4 separate regions of the Mus musculus genome follow, and all the other regions are linked to region 2. The links are chromatin contacts, called in public Micro-C and promoter capture Hi-C maps. All regions are on one chromosome and are shown on one strand. Each heading gives the region's core, a stretch centred on a gene start, on an enhancer-like site or on the middle of the called end of the contact. The rest is flanking DNA. Distances are from core to core; before and after follow the strand shown.

What was found. Promoter capture Hi-C pulls out the DNA fragments that hold promoters and counts their contacts. A called contact is a pair of places that touch in the nucleus more often than the background predicts.
Region 1: a contact with region 2 is called in a promoter capture Hi-C map of hippocampal neurons, with 13 times the contacts expected there. The contact joins the enhancer-like site here to the promoter of Grin2a in region 2. A contact is called at or near these places in 7 of 39 promoter capture datasets (cranial neural crest, frontonasal cranial neural crest, hippocampal neurons and 4 more), 5 of 115 datasets of contacts at active chromatin or transcription factors (embryonic forebrain, embryonic hindbrain, embryonic stem cells and 2 more) and 1 of 9 other capture datasets (pancreatic islet).
Region 3: a contact with region 2 is called in a Micro-C map of embryonic stem cells, with 3 times the contacts expected there. The contact joins the promoter of Tmem114 here to the promoter of Grin2a in region 2. A contact is called at or near these places in 2 of 484 Hi-C or Micro-C datasets (both in embryonic stem cells), 1 of 115 datasets of contacts at active chromatin or transcription factors (embryonic midbrain) and 1 of 9 other capture datasets (embryonic stem cells).
Region 4: a contact with region 2 is called in a promoter capture Hi-C map of hippocampal neurons, with 12 times the contacts expected there. The contact joins the enhancer-like site here to the promoter of Grin2a in region 2. A contact is called at or near these places in 9 of 39 promoter capture datasets (cranial neural crest, embryonic stem cells, frontonasal cranial neural crest and 6 more), 3 of 484 Hi-C or Micro-C datasets (cortical neurons and embryonic stem cells), 9 of 115 datasets of contacts at active chromatin or transcription factors (SST interneurons, embryonic forebrain, embryonic stem cells and 2 more) and 1 of 9 other capture datasets (adipose tissue).

What each region holds. Positions count from the first base shown.
Region 1 is chr16:8,914,953-8,918,221 of GRCm38.p6, reverse strand. No RefSeq gene overlaps it. Among named protein-coding and RNA genes, the nearest start is that of Gm30310, 35 kb to the right of the region's middle. Within about 2 kb of position 1,596, at least 33 of the 459 cell types and tissues checked have an H3K27ac peak or open chromatin away from gene starts, as enhancers often do. A contact at or near this core is called in hippocampal neurons and pancreatic islet, where this site is marked.
Region 2 is chr16:9,994,260-9,997,248 of GRCm38.p6, reverse strand. It overlaps Grin2a (glutamate receptor, ionotropic, NMDA2A (epsilon 1)), which reads left to right and starts at 1,436. Exons shown (of 14, transcript NM_008170.4): 1 at 1,436-2,426. Gm30668 (a long non-coding RNA gene) reads left to right here. Exons shown (of 3, transcript XR_384651.2): 3 at 1-40.
Region 3 is chr16:8,423,879-8,426,915 of GRCm38.p6, reverse strand. Tmem114 (transmembrane protein 114) reads left to right here and starts at 1,780. Exons shown (of 4, transcript NM_029070.2): 1 at 1,780-2,480; 2 at 2,773-2,853. The coding sequence starts at 2,264.
Region 4 is chr16:8,936,824-8,939,986 of GRCm38.p6, reverse strand. No RefSeq gene overlaps it. Among named protein-coding and RNA genes, the nearest start is that of Gm30371, 23 kb to the left of the region's middle. Within about 2 kb of position 1,261, at least 31 of the 459 cell types and tissues checked have an H3K27ac peak or open chromatin away from gene starts, as enhancers often do. A contact at or near this core is called in SST interneurons, cortical neurons, forebrain and 1 more, where this site is marked.

The sequences.
Region 1 (3,269 bases), core at 347-2,846, 1.1 Mb after region 2:
CAGTTCACCATTTGGTGGGGAATGATCGTGAACTCCTGGTCCTCCAGTCTCCACCTCTCCAATGCTGGAACTCCAGGCATGGGCCACCACACCCATCCAGAAACAGGGTCTTGACTTGCAGCCCAAGCTAACCAGGAATTCATGGTAATCCTCCTGCCTCAACATCACCTGGCTACTTAAGCTGTTCTCACCAGAGAGGGGTGTTTTTAAAACTGTAAATCACCTCCTTCACTTTTACTTTTCCTGAAGGCCAGCTTAAAAGCCACCACCCCAGAAAGCCACACAGCTAGCCTAAAGACGCCTCATCTCTAAGTGATGTATGTCTGATGTGTTTATGGGGTGGTTTCTATTGCTCTGTTGTGCTGTTAACTCTTTCTACAAGTCTTATTTGTGAGAAATAAAAAAGAGTGGTCCATTTTCATAAGTACCTTGAGTCAGCTTAGATCCAACTAAAAATGAGCAGGAGGCTTTGTTTGTGAAGTTTCCCCCATGCAATCTAAAAATTTACAGTAGAAAATTAACGGGGCTTTCCCTAATGACCTGAAAATAAAATTTACAGTAGAAAATTAACGGGGCTTTCCCTAATGACCTGAAAATATAACAAGGCCATGCAGCTTAAATGAAAAGATTTAAACAAACAGAATGAAAAAACAAAAACAAACAAACAAACAAAAACCAAACCCACACCTGGCCTTTGCTGAGAAATAGACATGTCAGGTGACATGTAAGATTGTGCCTCGCCCCTGAGTCCTCACTCAATGAAGAAAGGGAGGTGAGGATTGTTCAGAATTCAGGACTATAAAAGTTGTTCCCTGCACTTCTGTGGCTCACCCACCAATCTTACCTCTGTTGGCAGTACCCTACTTGGCTGCTCTGAGTCTCCAGTTTGTGTTATTATTACATGTGAGGTCTTTGTTCCCCAACACACTATTTGAGACATTATGTTGTAAGAGGGGCACTAACCTGTAATTGGAAGAACGGTCAAGTCCTTTTGATTCTACATTGGGAACACAGCCTGCACCTTGAACTTGACCATGTCAATCTCCCTCCACAAGCTCCCACTAACTCCAGCCATTCCCACCCCCCAAAAAAATTGGACAGACAGGCTTGATCCTGGTAGGATCCTGCTCCCTCCCCTCAGTGCTGCCCACAGGACGCCTTCAGCAGACAGAGTGGGGAGAATCTTTTTAAAAGCCCAGTTCCAACTGGGCATAGCATAACAAATCTGTAACCCCAGCTCTCGGTGTCTAAGGCAGGAGGATCCTGAGATCAAGACCAACCTGAGCTCTATAATGAAGCCTTGTCCCCCAAATCATGACATTTCGTTTGCTTGAAACCTTTCCCTAGTGTCCCATCCTGCTCGGGATAAAATCAGAACTCCTGGACAGGAGTGACGAGCGCGTTTAACTGTCTCCACCTCTGTCTCCCTTCCGCACTGCTATCCACAGTTCCAGGGCCTGAGTGCTCCAGTCCTCCAGTTGTGGAGCTGTTTTCTCTGAATCAAAAAAACTTCCTCCAAATTCATAAAACACAGGAAGCTCAGGAAACCTGCAGGATTGAGGAGGCCCATCCCCAAGGCAGCGCATACAGTAAGGGAGAGTCAGTCTCCAGATGCAGCTTCCGCACTGGGGTGGGCTTTCCAGTGATGCAGCTGGCCTCGAGTTACCACAACACTGCTGTCAGTAAAGCCTCTCTCTCTCTCTCTCTCCCTCTCTCCCTCTCTCCCTCTCTCCCTCTCTCTCTCTCTCTCTCTCTCTCTCTCTCTCTCTTGACGTAAGCAAACCAGAAGTCATATGCCATATGCCAGCTCTTGGGGACAACCCACCTCAGGGACAGAACAGGCAGTTCCTGGAAATGTCATCATTTTTTTTCCCTTTCCCAGAAACCGTGGCAAAGCTTGCTCTCTGTGGTGGCAGCTGCTGACAGTTAAAGCATGACAGTTTCTAGCTTAAGCACACAAATGGGAGCCTCGGGCTCGGGCTTTGTCAGACAGGAACCTCTGAGAACCAGGAACTGGGAGGAGGCTATAGCTGGATCCCTGTCAGTCACTCACCCATTGGCCCGCGCGGCCTTGGTGTGAGGGGAGCCAGTGACTTTAATTACCCATTTGACTCTGGTCTGCTGTTCACACACAACAAAGACCTCTCTTTGAAACTGTTACTTCTATTGTTTTTATTTACATGTGTCTGTTTCCCTTTAAGTGGCTGTCATGTGTGTGGGGGTGCCCGTGCAGGCTAAAAGAGGACATTGGATCCCCTGAAGTTACAGGTCGTTGTGAAGGACAGCAAATGCTCTTAACAGTTGAGCCCCTGTCGCCCTCTCTCTTAAGTGGCAGTCCTATAGGTTCAGAGGCTGTGTCTCCTCCTTCAAAGACATGGCTAACTATGTGAATCTTGCCTAGCCCACCCCTGAGGGCTCAGAGGCGAACAATGCTGACTGTTCTTCTAGAGGACCACGGGTTCAATTCCCAGAACCTACATGGCAGCTCACAACCACCTATAAATCCAAGGATCCGATACCCTCTTCTGGCTCCTGTGGGGATCAGAGTGCACAGACATGTAAGTTACCACACATGTAAAATACAAATATTGCCTAAATGTATCATGTCTCTACATATACCTAAGCTAACTAAAGAATATCTATTCAGAATGATTCAAGTGGTTTCCACACGTCAGGAAGGTGACATGGGGTGCCACTTCATGAACACAGCCTCTCCAGAAAGTGTGGTGAGGTTCTAGAGAGATGAGGCACTGGATTCCAATACAGCTCCACCATCCCCCTCCTGTGCATCTCTGAGCAAGGCACTTGCCATCTCTGGGCGTGGAGTTCCTTTTTCAGTAAAGTTGATGTGATAGACAGTCTTTCCTATCTTAGTGTGGTTATATTCTCTGCCCTAGAACCTGAAGCTCTGTTAAGTTATGGTTAAGGAATTTTCAGATATAATTATGTTAAAAGTTTTTATGATGGGGCATTACCTGGGGCATCCCATGGCCCAGTCAAGGCATATGGGTCCTCCCGATAGAGAAGGGATGGGTGATCAGAGATGAAAAGTGGGAAGTGAGTGTTAAAGAAGACTTTAAAAAGCTACACTGCTAGCCAGGCATTGGTGGTGCACGCCTTTAAGCCAAGCACTTGGGAGGCAGAGGCAAGCAGATATCTGAGTTCAAGGCCAGCCTGGTCTACAGAGAAAGTTCCAGGACAGCTAAAGCTACACAGAGAAACAAGAAAAAGATAGAGAAAGAAAGAGGGGGGGGGGTGGGGAGAGAGAG
Region 2 (2,989 bases), core at 187-2,686:
CAAGGTCTCAATAAATTGCCCATGCTGGCCTTGAACTCACTCTGCTGCCCGTGGGTACCCTGCACTTGATTTCCCCACCCCGGTCGCCACATTGGCCACACCACTAGGCCTGGTTTTCCCACTGTGTTCATTCTTTATGATTTATGTTTCAGGCCTTTGCTTGTTCTCTAGATAGCTTTTAAAGATGGGGCTTGCTCTGCCTAGGCTGCACAGCCTCCTTAGTAGCTGGGGCTGCAGGTGTGCATTTATCTGAGCTAAGGCAGTGTAACATTCTCAAGTTCTCAGGTCAGAGTCTTGCATGATATCCATGCAAGAGAGAGGCCCAGCTTAGCCCGGCTCAGTCCAGCCCATTCACAGCCCCAGTAAATGGACCATTGCTCCAGTTTCTGCCTCTGTTGTATCACATTGCCCACCCCCATCCCCTTTTCCTTTACCGTCCAGATTCTGTCTGCTTCCTTGTTTTCTTTTGTGTAAAACCCCAGGGTATTCCACACACAACATCAGCTCCACAATAAACCCACGGGTCTCCAGGACCAGGGGCTCCTTTCTGTAGCCATATCGATCCCCCCTGGATGAGTTACTTTAGAGGGCTCTCATTTTTTCTTGGGTACCTACTACGTGTCAGGTTTTGTTAAATCTTTGACCATTGTCTTTTTATTGCAAAATAACCCTGAGAAATGGCATTTATTTATTTATTTATTTATTTATTTATTTATTTATTTTTACTGCTGTTGCTCGCCTGCTTTTTCAGATTATCAGTCATTAAAGGAGGAGGGTGACTCCTGAGTTTGGCAGACCTGCAATAACAAAAGCTACTACTCAGTATAGGAGTCCAAGAAGTTTCTTACAGTTGGTTCTCTGAACAAGGTGAAGTAGGCTCTGTGTTTGTTAGGGGCAGCTTCTGGCTGGGCTAGGAGCTGGCTAGCCGGCTAGCTGGCTAGCTCTCTGAGATTTTTTTTTTTTTTTTTAAATAAAGATCCGGATGCAATTCTATTCTTATGACTTAATCACTGTGGAGGCCAGTACTCTTAATACTTAGGATTTTAACATATGCATTTGGAGCATAAACATCCAGGTGACATGAGGCATCAAGGGAAGGGAAGAAAGGCAGAGACAGGTGTTGGGATTCAAGTGACTGACCGTACAAAGGTCAAATGTAGACATCTAACAAGGAGCCTCATGCCCAGCTGCTAGAATTGGAGCCAGTCAGTTTTCACAGCCAGTTAGCCCCAGGCTCTTGGCTTATCCGTTCTGGTGACTTAGAAGAGGCAACCACAGGGTTACGTTTTGTCTCGAACAACTTAGAGAAGGAAGCAGCAAGTGTGTATGTGTGTCTGTGGGTGCGCGTCTGTGTGTGTATGTGTGTGTATGCGCGCGCGCACGCGTGTCTGTGCTTGGAGAGAGTATATATGTTTCTGATTTTAAGCTCCCGGCTCTCTGACATCAGAGTGGGTTCCCATATCAGGGTGGTGAGGCATTGAGAGAAGCATCCTGGGCGGGTGTGTGCGTGTCGGCGTGCCTTGCGTGGAACAGAGATTGCTGCACCCAGCGCCAGGCACTGGAGGAGGAGGAATCCGTAGCAGAGATCTGAATAATTGATTCTTCAGCAGCACCAGACGCCCGGGAGCGGGCGGAGAGCGTGGTTTCAGCACCAAGGTTGCGCGCCACCGCAAGCTCCCCCCGTCACCAGCCAGACACCTAGGTCGGCCTTGTTCCGCTGCCGCCGTGCGCTCCAGAAGAGGGTGGCCGCGCTCCGCGTCGCCGCCTAGGGACTGCGGGGTCTGCCTTGGCCCGCCTCCGGGGTGGGCGGCTGCAGGCGGACCAGAGCTCCAAACAACGTCGGATTGCGCGGGGGTTGCTGCGTTGCGTCTCGCTGGCTGAGAACAAGTCCTAAGTTGCTGTGGTGGGCGCCTCTGCTTTCCTCTATCCTCCTAGGCGACCGCAGCAGAAGCGTGCCCTAGGATCCTGGCTTCTCCAGTGTTGTGAACCGCGGTGGCCAGGCTCTTTCCTGGGCTCCCGCTGACCAAGTGAGGAACCGAACGCCCAGCTCGGAGCTGGCCCTTCAGCGAAAGGGCCAGGAGGGAGCTGCGGTCCTCTGCCTGCGCCCTTCTCCGCCAGGGACCGCGGGGATCCCCGGCCACACGCGCGCGCGCGCTCCCACACTCACTCACACACACACACTCACACACTCACGCACGCCAAGCAGGAGCAGGACTGCGGAGAGGGTGTCCAGGCGCGCTCAGAGGACCTGGCAGCCGCTGTCCGGAGTGGAGCATAAAGCTGAGCCAGGGCTCTAGGAGAGAGGCTCCTGGGGTGCTGTGCCTGAGCATGGGGCCGGATGAGCTCTGAGAGTCGCGGCGGCAGCAATCAGCCCTGGAGATGACCAGGGGTGGCCACTGCTGAGAACTATGTGGAGAGAGGCTGCGGTGAGTGCTGGCGCGGGACGCCGAGCCTGGGAGGGCCCTGTGAGAAGCTGGTGGGGGGAAGGTATGGATAGGAGGGGGCGGCAGGACGCACAAGAGGGTCGCTACGTGGGAGTGATCACACCTCCCTCGGGGATCCGGGACCGCGGGAGCCCGCGTCCTTCCCTCCCCCTCTTCTCCTCCCGGCTCATAGCAAACTCAGCCAGCGCCCCCTCCTTTCCTGCCCCCCACCCCCCACCCCAGGCTCAGCAGCTCCTGGTCGCACAACTCCCAGTAGCCGGGCGCCGAGGTGGTGGTAGGGGGTGAGGGTGGAGGTTCCCACTAAGCTTCTCGTGGGTGGCCAACCTGGGGCTTCCACTCTCCGGTGCGTCCCTGAAAGGAGCTCTGGTTATCAGCCACAGGAAGTGAAGACCCGCACCGAGGGTGTCATAGGCACCAAGCTCCAGCTCCCTCTCTGGTCGAGCCCCCAGGGTGCATAAGGGGGCTGTGAGCACTGCAGACTGCATCCCTCCCCCCACCTTCCCTTAGCACTGGTGGGCTGACCCTGCCTCTCCATCTCTCCTCCG
Region 3 (3,037 bases), core at 531-3,030, 1.6 Mb after region 2:
AAAGCCGAGAGCAAGTAAAATCCAGGGTCTAATTAGGGTTTCCTGGGTAACATGCGTGCTGATACTGCTGAGGATGAAGATGGGGGTGAGGTTGGAGACTAAGATGGAAAACAAGGACAGCACAAATCTCTATGTTAATTTTCTGCTGTCCTTATCAAGTCTAACCTCGACATTCAACTAGCTTAGCTCCAGTTACCAGGACCCCTCGCTCTTTTTCTAGTTTATCTCCCCACTAACGCCTCTTAAAATTATGTGTGTGCACTTTCCATGGAGACTGGAGGTGGGGTGATATCAGGTCTACATTGCTTTATTGTTTTCAGATGGGCTTTTTCACTGAATTTGGAGCTAGGCTTGCAATCAGCAAGCCCTGGAAATCCTCCTGTATTTGTCCTTTCCACACAGAGCTGGGGTTACGGTGCATATGACCCTGTCTATGTTTTTATGTGCATTCCGGGGTTTTGAATTAATGTCGTTGTGTCTCAAGGGCTCTTACCTCCTGAGCTGTCTCTCCAGCTCCCTCACCTCAATTATTCTTGCTTCTTGCCATTTGGTGGTACATAGCAATATCACAGATATTGGGGGTTTTGGCCCCCCTCACCATGAGGTTAGAACATTTCAGTCTCCTACTTAGACTTTCCAAAGAGTTAAACTGTGAGTCCAATGAGCTCTGAAATCCCAAGTCCCACTCATGAGTCTGCAGATCTGTACACCTTTGCTTTCTACCTTCTCGTCTTTCTTCTAAGCCCCCTTCCCTCACCAGATTCTTGAAACTTCTCTGTATGTAGCAAACTTTCACACTCCTGCAGGTAGGGTAAACTGCTGGCTTGTCCACATCTCAGGGTCAATGTTGCTTCCCCAAAGACTAACTGAGGCCTCCCATCTGGTTACTCACCCCTATTCACTGACTTCAGCATTACAGTTTTTTAAAACTGTGTCACAGCAGCATCAAGGGTTTGAGCGCTCAGCGAAGAAGGTAGCAATGAGGGGCCATTGAGAACTGCAGACTGCAAGTCAGGCCATCTCTGACTCTTCAAACCTGCTTCCCTCACTCCCATCGCCATACACACAGGAGAGTTTCCTTGGGGTGTCTTGCTTTAGGAATGGGAAGTCTGGGCTGCGTTTGGACTGCTAATGCCCTTTCTTCTTAGCATGGACCCTCGTGCCAGGAATGAGAGGTTTTGTGCTGAGGAAGGGGATGGCAGTATTGGTAACGCTGGTAATGGCGGCTATGGTAAAGAAAATGGTAACGGTGTTTGTGGTAACAGTGGTGATGAGGTTGTTGGTGCTGGTGATGAAGATGGTGGGGATGGTTGTTATTGTTGGTGTGGTAATGGTGACGGGGTGAGGGTGGGATGACGGTGGTGGTGCTGATGGTGGGGTGAGGGCAATGGTAGAAATGGTGAGGCTGATGATGGTGGTAGTAGTGGTGATGTAGATGATGGGGTGGCGGGTAGGGCTGTGGTGTTAGTGAAGTGGTGGTTGTGATGATGAAGATTTTTGTTGACAAAGAAAATAGAGTCACAGAATCTAATGTTCCCTGTTGACTAAAAGAATTTTTGTGGAAAAAAAAAATCCCGACCTTTTCTTTTGTAGTCAGCAGAGGAAAATTACTTGAAGGTGCATTTTGGAATCAAAAGCGCCTCAGGAGGAGGCTTTGCAGGAGACTCTGCAACCCCAGATTAGAGAAAGTCAGCCTCCTCTGACTCCCTAGTATCTGAAGTCCGCCTTCTCTTCAGCACCGCCCCCTTGGCACCTCCCTCTGTCCAGCCTGCTCGTCTTGTGAGCCCAGTCTTCTTGAGGTTTCAGGACGCTCGCCCCGATCCGGAGCGGTGGGAAGCGAAGATAGACGCCGGCTGAACTGGGGGCGCCGAGGTAGAGGTGTGGGGAGAACAAGGAGGACTGAGGTCGACAGAGGCGGGGAGCTGCTGGAGGGGTTCATGGAGGGTGAGGCAGGGGAGTGGAGGCAGTAGTCGGGGGCTGGGGAGAAGAGTGCAGAGCCAGAAAGGAGGAGACGCTGGAACGGGGCGCAAGTTGGAGCTGCGAGAGCAGGTGGCACCTGTGCTAGTCGGACCCGGGAGGGTCGGGAGGCACTAGGGTGGAGGTCTGCGAGGACAGGGATCCCTGAGGACACTGATTTGGGCCGGAGCACGTGCGGGTGGGATCGCGTAAGTGGAGCCAGAGATCCACGCTGGAGAATCTGGAGTGCAGCGAACAGACGGGGAGCGTGGGCAGGAGCCGGCGCCCGGGGGCCCAACGCTGGGAGATGCGGGTGCGCCTGGGCGCTCTGGCGGGAGCGGCGGCGCTGAGCGGGGCTCTGAGCTTCGTGCTGCTGGCAGCAGCCATCGGCACCGACTTCTGGTACATCATCGACACCGAGAGGCTGGAAAGGAGCAGCCAGAGGATGAGGGACCAGGGACCGGCCAACCGCAGCCAGCAAGAGCCTCTGAGCTCCCACTCGGGACTCTGGAGAACTTGCCGGGGTAAGGGTCCTTCCAGGGTCCGTGTTCTCACCTGGGTGCAGTACCTGGGACCTGTTGCTTACCTCATACTCCTATCTCAACCTCCAAGCTCACAGTGCCAAGCACTTAGGGGTGCTGGGAGGATGGACAGAGGCTGGCCTGCAAAAGTGCGAAGTGCCAGCTTACAAGTGCATAACACCCTCTTGCTTTCTTGGGCCGGAGACATCTAAGGCAGCTTTGGGGCAGGGGTCGGAGGGGGGGGGGGCAGGGAGAATGTCAGGATTCTGCAGGTGAAACTCCTTCCTCCCATCAGTCCAGAGCTCCTGCACGCCGTTGATGAACCCTTTCTGGCAGGAGAATGTGACGGTCAGCGACTCCAGCAGACAGCTTCTCAGTAAGTCCGGGGACAATGGATGGAGGGAACTGTCCCTCAGTTTTGATGCTCTTCTCCAAACCTGAACTTCAGTGGTCATGGAGGCTGTGGGTGGGAGGCCTTTGACCACAGGGCCTGAGAGGGTGGGGCTATGCCTGGGGGCGGGGCCACTCTCATTTTAACTTGAAGGTATGTAGAATCCATC
Region 4 (3,163 bases), core at 12-2,511, 1.1 Mb after region 2:
CCAGCCCTGCAGCTGGGTATGTCTGCTGGGGATTGAAGCCGGTTCCCCTTTGCTGTCAGATCTCATGGCCTACAGCCTAAGTGTATCTCCACTGAAGTCCACAGGAGCACAGAGGTGGGGGTGGGGATGCACTGTTTTCCCAGCATCCACAAAGCCCAGGTTCAATCTCCAACACAGTTTAAATTCTGCATGGTGGAATATGCCTGTTGGTTGGGGAGTAGAGGCAGAGGATGAGAAGTTCAAGGTCAGCTTGGGTTACAAAATGTGTTCAAAGTCAGTCTGGGCTGTACGCGGTCCTGCCTTAGGGGGAAAAAAAATACAGAAGCCATCCTAGATGTCCTGCCCCACTGAGTTTCCAGATGGTTCCAGCCACAAGAGAACCCAGCCAGAGCCCCAGCTGAGCCCAGTCAGCACACAGAAGCCTGGGAGAGAATGGCAAACTGATGTGTAAAGCAACCAGGTTTCACAGCAAGAGGTAACCAGAATGAGCTAGGATAATTAAGTTAGAGTCGTCCCAAAGCACTAAGGGTTCCATACGTGTCAGCAAATTCGCTCCTACTATGATCTCCATCTGACAAATGAAGAAATCGGGATTCCGAGAGAATGGCACTGAGCTGGGAGCTGCACAGCGGGGACTCCAGCCCCAGGTCTGCCTAACTCTGACTCCTGCTGTGCCCTTGGCCCTGGAGCTCCAGCCCCAGGTCTGCCTGACTCTCATTCCTGCTGTTCCCTTGGCCCTGGAACAGGTTCTAACCCTCTGTTCTGGCTGGTTTTGTGTGTCAACTTAACACAAACTGGAGTTATCACAGAGAAAGGAGCCTCCCTTGAGGAAAAGCCTCCGTGAGATCCAGCTGTGGGGCATTTTCTCAATTAGTGATCAAGTGGAGAGGGCCCCTTGTGGGTGGTGCCATCCCTGGGCTCGTAGTCTTGGTTCTGTAAGAAAGCAAGCTGAGCAAACCAGGGAAAGCAAGCCGGTAAGTAACATCCCTCCATGGCCTCTGCATCAGCTCCTGCTTCCTGACCTGCTTGAGTTCCAGTCCTGACTTCCTTTGGTGTGAACAGCAACGTGGAAGTGTAAGCTGAATAAACCCTTTCCTCCCCAACTTGCGTCTTGGTCATGATGTTTGTGCAGGAATAGCAATTCTGACTAAGATGCTCTCAAAGCCTGCTGGAACTGAAGCTCGTTGCATTCCTCCCTGGCAGCCCAGCTTGTATCTTTCTCTGCCAGATGACTCACTAGGAAAGGTCTACCAGGCACGGATGACACAGAGAGCAAAGCTAGTTCTAGTTCCCACTGCTCAGTGCTGCCCCTCCCCCACCATCCCAGCTCGGCACACAGAACCAAGCACAAGAGCTTGCTCCTTTCTCTGGGCAAGCGCCCAGCACTGCAAGGATTCCCAGACAGGAGATTGGCACCTAGCAAGAAGTATGTCAGACCTGGAAGAATCCTTTCCACAGGAGCCTGCAGCACTCAGGCTCCTGAAAGGAGAGCACATGTAGCCCAGGTTAGCCTCAAGCCCACAGCTTGAGGCTATCTTATTGCCTCAGTTTCCCCAGTGCTAAGATCACAGGCCTGCACCACCAGACTCAGTTCCCAGTAATAAACAACCTTTGATCCCTCACGCTGACACCTGCAGAGAGGTCACTGACTCGCCTTTCAGGTAAGAAAACCAACACGAGAAGCTGTGCTTCTACCTGCTGCAGCTCTCACCAAATGACCAGAGTCAAACTTCCATCTATCCAGCTCTGAACCCTCATGCCTGCCTCTGTTGCGACAAGCTTCCTCGCCAAGCCTGCATCAGCGGGCACTACTTGAGACCCAGAGATCTGTCCCAAAGCCAGAAGATGGATGCAGCTAATTTCCATTAGGAATAATGGAAGAGAGAAAAGACTGTTTTTCTTATAATTAGAAGAGAATTCAGCCGTCACAGCCAACGAGTCCAATATCTCAGCTTATGTAACACAAGAAAGAAAAGGCAAATGGATGCAATTAGGGGAGAGAAGAACCGACTTGGCCTCACAGGTGATGAGGGTGCGGAGTGATTCAGAATAGAAATGTCTCTGCTGCCCGCCCCAGTAGATTTCAGATCCTCATAGCCAAGCATGAGGCCGAGTCTCTCGATGACCTGGAATTTGCCAATTTAGATGAGATTTGCTGACCAGAAAACCCCAGGATCCACCTGTCTCCACCTCCCCAGGATTGAGACTACAAATATATGATCTTCATGTCTGACTTTTGTATGGCGATCTAAACTCAGGTTCTCACATGTGTGTGATACGCACTTCACCCACTGGTGCGTCCCCTCTGGTGCTTCTTAAGGGTCTGTGTTTGCTCCGAATATGTGTTTGCACAGACCTAAATCCCAGTTCTGTCATGTGGTAGCAGCAGGACACTGGGAAGGGGATTGTCCTGCTGATTTTGGATCTGTAAGGAGTCTGGGTAACTTCTTCAGGACCGACACAAAGGCCCTAGGAGGAACGCTTAGAGAACCAAGGCACATCCCTGTCCTTATTACTCCTGCTTTTCTCTCCAGCATTTATCCCCAAGAGGTAAGGGGGCCTGGGAGCACCTGGGAGCGCAGGGAGGATGTGCTCAGGGACTAGTCTCACCCAACTCCTCCCTCAGTCTCTCTTCTTGGCTATCGATTGCAGCAACACCTGCATTTTTTTTTTTTGTTTCTTAAAAAAAAAATCAATGTTCCATTAGCTAACATGTTTCAGAGCTGTCCAACACAGGCAGCTATTGGGAGCTTACTGGGGCTATAGGGCCAGAACTAAGGCTCAGTCCTAACAGATGCAGGCCTTTTTAGACAAATGGGTCCCCAATGTGAGCCAGTGAGCTTCAGGCTCTTTGTATTGCCCTCGATGCCTCTCTCCATTGGAACTCATATCAGCCACAAAGAAATTGCTGCAGAATTAACCCTTTGAAGAAATTCATTTATTTGACAAACCCTCATGGAGTCCTTGCTTGGCATGAAGCCCTGGGTTCCATAGTCAGCACTGCATAAACCAAGTATGGTACCCATGCTTGTAATCTCAGATTCAAGAGGTTGTTGTCCTTGGCCATATAACAGGTTAGAGGCCAACTTGAGCTGTGTCTTAGTTAAGGTTTCCACAGCTGTGAAGAGACATTGCTTATTCAATTGCTCAAACAAGAAGCTCA